Linked DNA regions of Danio rerio: region 2 is linked to region 1. A link is a contact called in public Hi-C data. All regions are on one chromosome and are shown on one strand. The core of a region is the stretch at or near the end of the contact, and the rest is flanking DNA. Distances in the headings are between cores, read along the strand shown. Region 1 overlaps si:dkey-85n7.8. Region 2 holds the start of ppp4r4 (protein phosphatase 4, regulatory subunit 4).

Region 1 (2,704 bases), core at 115-2,614:
TTTCATTTACTTTGCAGTTTTTATGTTACTCAATTTTCATTTATCTTAATGTAAGATTTACATTTTAAATAAAAGATCTCTTAAAATGAATTTACAACAAAAAATAATTAATATTTATAAATTTGACTGCTGGACTGCTCCATGATTGAGGGTGGTTTGTTTTTTTTACTTCATTTTATTATATTTACATAACATTACATTATTATTATAATATTATATTTTATTGTACATTAAAAAATATTTAATACGTAAAAGGGTTTTTTTAGACTCTCACTATACAAAATATGACAAGAATAATATCATTTATACTTCAAGATATTTATTGGGGGCCTCCAGAAGTCCTGGGGCCCAAAAAAGCCCTTTCCTTGCTTATTAGTAAATCCGCCCCAGGAAGCACCAGGCATATATATATATAATACTATATTATATATATATATATATATATATATATATATATATATATATATATATATATATATATATATATATATATATATATATATATATATATATATATATATATATATATATATACATATATATATATATATATATATATATATATATATATTATTTTGTATTTAACAGAAGAAAGAAAAAACTCTTTAGGGTTTGAAATCAATTTAGGCACAGTAAATGGTGTAGTATTTTTTTATGAGGTGAACTTCCTGTGTGTGTGTGTGTGTGTGTGTGTGTGTGTGTGTGTGTGTGTGTGTGTGTGTGTGTGTGTGTGTGTGTGTGTGTGTGTGTGTGTGTGTGTGTGTGTGTGTGTGTGTGTGTGTGTGTGTGTAAAAATAGAAAAACATCTTGTATTTTTTTTTAAATCTCAAGAACAGAAATAAATTGATGTTACAATAAGGCTGAATCTCAACATTCCTGCTCTTCTGGAAAAATAAACAAGCAACGGGGATTCTAAAGTGCTTGAGACCAGGGTCACTGCCTGAAAGATGGACATACTGTCAGTTTAATTTTTAATTGCTCTATGCCAAAAAAGAAATGTAGCCTATAACAGAAATAGTAATGCGATTTTATGAAATAAGCCAATTTCCTCGTTCACCTATATTCTCATACCACAAGACATTGTCAGAACAAAGTGAACAGCTTCATGATAAAAACAAAACATTTTGACCGCTATGACCTCCCTCTATCACATAATAGGATTTCCTTTGCTCCTAAGGGGACTGAAACACTCTGGACAAACACTGGCCGTATCATATTTGTGTTTTGGATGCTATCGAGCACATCAGTGTTCTGTGTGCTTTCCTCAAGTAAACAGACCTTTCCACATACTCAGTGTGGGTGGTAGTTTGCCGACTGCTTTCACGTTGCAACTGTACTGAAGCTGAGCAGGTTTAAGTCTACTGTACTGTGTTATTTACACCAGCAGGGGGTGCTTACCTTGATTTCTGTGTGAGTCTCAAGCCTCCCAAAATAGGTGAGCATATAGTGATTTGAGGGTCCTAAGCAATTCCAGTCCATTTCTAAAATGCACCCATTCTACTTTTTTTTTCACTAAAAGTACATTCAAGCAAACTAGAATCCACTAGAGCTCCAAAATGAATCAATGCATCTCAATGTGATCACATTCATATGAAATGTCATTTTTCCGACCAAATAAAGCATAATCTCACAGAATTGTCTTAGTTTTATTTTATATCTCCGTTGAAAAAAAACTAAAATAATCTAGGCTATCACAGATGTCTTAAAGTTAACAAATAATAATAATAATTTCAAAACATTGCCACTCATTAAAACCAGCACATTTTAATGGTGTTTTGGGACATTTTGGGGTCCATCAGACCTAAAATACACTCTTTATACTTTTATTTAAATTTTGTTTAATTATGTGTTTTTATTTATATTACATAAAATGTCTTTTCTATGTTCCATCTTAATGCAATCTCTACTTTTTAAATGAATAATTTTCTTAAAATGTAAAATTTTATTAACTAAAATAAGATATGTGTGTGTGTGTGTGTGTGTGTGTGTGTGTGTGTGTGTGTGTGTGTGTGTGTATATATATATATATATATATATATATATATATATATATATATATAATTATTATTTTTATTTTTTAAATAAATTTGACTGCTGGACTGCTCTATGATTGGGGGGTGGTGGACAAATTTGTGCAAATGTAATAATTAAATTTTATTTTATTTTATTATATTATTATTATAATAATTTATTACATAACATTAGATTATAATAATAATATTAATGTTATTTTTATAGTTTGACTCTCACCATACAAAATATGATAGAAAACAATGTTATATATTTATTCATTCATTCATTTTCTTTTCAGCTTAGTCCCTTTATTAATTCGGGGTCGCCACAGCGGAATGAACCGGCAACTTATCCAGCACGTTTTTACAAAGTGTATGCCCTTCCAGCCACAATCCATCTCTGGGTAATGTTATATATTGTTTACAGGTATAATTTATTCTTCTAGATATTTATTGGTGGCCCCCAGATTTCCTGGGGCCCTAAGCAGCCGCTTACCTTGCTTATTGGTTAAATCCACCCCTGAGAAATGGTTCTTGACATTAGTTAAAAAGGTGTTGAACTGAGGTTCAGTTTTTCTTTGTTCATAAAGCAATCCCAGCGTGTTTTCTTTTTAATAATAGGAGTTAGAGAGGAAAGATCTGCAGGTAATCAAATGCATAAAGTAAAGAGCATCGAGGCAGCAGCTCGTTTC
Region 2 (2,704 bases), core at 58-2,557, 96 kb before region 1:
AATGATATCATGTGAAAGAAAATAATAACTGCTATTTTTTTGCAATATAGTAGAATGTATTATGAAATGTGTATAGTTTTGTATTAGGTTTTGTATTTTTTACTTCTTGCTGATTTTTAGTCAGGTCGGTGTATATTTCAATGTTTTGTCTTGCTTACAAAGCAAACTAAGTGGCAAAGCTACGTGAGATAATTATCTGAATGATTTCCAACGACATGATGATAATAATTAAAGTGTTATACAATAATTAAAGTTACAGTATTTGAGATTCAATTAGCCTATTCCTTTACAAATTTTGAAGATTTTCTACAAACTAGTGTATATGTATGAATAATAAATAACCTAACTTCCATTCCTGGGTATAATGATGTACAAAATTACCGCCCTTTTTCATTTCATGGGTTGTTCTTGGGGTTTTTCAGCTACAGTTTTTTTCTGTTCTTTAATAAACGATTAACACAGTTCTTGAAATGTTATTATTAAAAATAAAAAAACAACACCTCCAAACTGAACCAGTGTGAAAAAATATAATAAGAAAACAGTTTTTCTCAAATTAAAAATGAATGTCCCTCATTTGCTCATTCACCTACTTGCTCATCTGCACACGTTTTCAATCAACATTTCCAACGTTACTTCAACGTTAAAAATAAAACTGAGAAAGAAAACAAAACTCATTTACTTACTAACAGTTCTAACGGTGAACAAAATTACGGAATACGTTGTTCTTAACCAAGTACGTTACTTTAAATAATGTAGCTACTGAAAACAACACTTTGTGGACCTTACTATTCAGAGTCGGAAGTGACGTCATGAGTTATTCAGTGTTCATTCGGATTTATTTATTACAAAAGCAATAGCACAAAAAAATGAATAAAAGGTCTATACAGTCATTATAAAAAGACTATTGTATTATTCTGTGTATGTCGATTAAGTGTTAGCTACAACGTGGGTAGAATAATTGGTTCTGGTGTCGTCACGTATTGCCCCCCTAATTGTGTCTGTAACTTAGGGAAGTAATTAAAAATACTTTTAAAAACAATAAACGTGTAAACAAAATTCGTACAAATACCTGTATTTACATAATGTTGTCAGCAGTAAAGCTGTCAGCAATACTCAGAGAGAGAACACAGAAGCTGCCTCTATGTGTCCTTGAATGTGGGTGTTGTTAACCCTGATCTGAACTTGATCAGGTCAGTTCGGGTAGCAGCCAGACAATGTACTTTCCAGATGGCCAGACTTGAGAGCAAAACTGATTGCCCAGATTCAGTGTTGCCAACTTTTTCCGATGGTAAGTAGCTAAAGCCTGTATGGTATGGAGGCGAAGGCCGTAGCTAAATGTTGCCAGATGACGTCAAGCACTAATTTGCATATCAGTGACGTCATCACGTAGTATCTGACAAGAAACCCCGTCATGTTTCTACTCCCTGAGGCGGTATCTCTCTGTCGGAGGTATTACTTTATATTTACACATTACATCCAGAATTTAATCAATAAATAGGTTCTTATTAACATATTACTTAGCGTGATGACGTCATTGCGTAATCGCAACTTAAAACTACAGCTCTTTATGTAGTATACAAAATAATGAATGTTTTCTCAGATTGATTGGCCATCTCAGCAAAAACCTTGTTTGAAAAATGTCCATTTAGATTAGTATGAAAAACTGTTCAAAAGCATGCAAATCCCAAATGTGCTCAGCCAAAAAACGCAAAAGGTGCAAATTAACTATTCATCAAAGGCGGCAACACCACAGCTCCAAAAATACAAATTTATTAAATTAAAAAGCCTGATACAAAGCAGATTTGTATGAAATTGAGATTTTAATGAAACTTTATAGTTATAGCACTATTGGAATTAATTGCTACCTAAATAACCAACAATTACACATGTTAACAATTTAACAAATATCAGTAAATTAACGGTTATGAAAAACAATCGAGCTCGCGATTTACTCTACTGAGTGAAGCCTGCAGCCACTGCTTTGAGTCACTTTTTAAAAATAGCTAAAAGTAGCCAAATGACAGTTAAAAACTGCTAAATTTGTTGCTAGTTGCTGTTTGAAAAAAAAAAGTTGCTAGCTAGTATGAAAAGTAGCAGCAAAATTGCTAAGTTGGCAACATTGCCCAGATTCTCAATATGTTCTGTTTTCCCAGCAAATGATATGGTCTGCTTGCAGTGCCTCATATCATAGACAATACCTGAAATACAAATGCTGTGTAAAAAAAAAGAAAGAAAGATAGAAACCTTATGATTTTCAAACGTGATAGCCCGATGTTGTATCTTTTAATCGTTCATTCGGAGTAAATATTGATATTTAGTATTAAATAGGCCTACACATACAAATGGCATTTCATGTTACCAAGAAATACAACTTGTTTTTGGTTGTGACTAATTCTTTTGTCACCTCGTCATTGAACATCTTCCAGATTAGCATCAGAAGCTGTCGTGACTGATCTGGGTTGTGCAGAAACCCGGCAGATGTGGTGGCTTTGCAGGTTAAACAATTTCTTGAGGTTAGCAATAAATAACCTCCTGCAGTGTCTCTGAGTTCTCACCAGAGGGCAGAATAAAAAGATTAAATGTGGTACAGTACTATGTTATTTGGATTTTTTGTTTTTATTGCAGTAACAGGTCATTACAATGAAAATACAGACGAATAAGTATATTACAAACAATGCAAATATTACTTTTGCACAAAAAGAGA

What was found. Hi-C and Micro-C count contacts between places; a contact is called where the count stands out from the background.
Region 2: a contact with region 1 is called in a Hi-C map of embryo, with 2.3 times the contacts expected there. The contact joins the promoter of ppp4r4 here to the enhancer-like site in region 1. A contact is called at or near these places in 2 of 18 Hi-C or Micro-C datasets (caudal fin and embryo).

The regions. Positions count from the first base shown.
Region 1 is chr20:29,919,996-29,922,699 of GRCz12tu, reverse strand. si:dkey-85n7.8 reads right to left here. Exons shown (of 2, transcript NM_001386316.1): 2 at 2,700-2,704. Among named protein-coding and RNA genes, the nearest start is that of si:dkey-85n7.8, 6.5 kb to the right of the region's middle. Within about 2 kb of position 1,364, at least 6 of the 62 cell types and tissues checked have an H3K27ac peak or open chromatin away from gene starts, as enhancers often do.
Region 2 is chr20:30,016,353-30,019,056 of GRCz12tu, reverse strand. It overlaps ppp4r4 (protein phosphatase 4, regulatory subunit 4), which reads right to left and starts at 1,307. Exons shown (of 25, transcript XM_073933301.1): 1 at 1,070-1,307. It overlaps asb2a.1 (ankyrin repeat and SOCS box containing 2a, tandem duplicate 1), which reads left to right. Exons shown (of 11, transcript XM_691298.11): 11 at 1-464.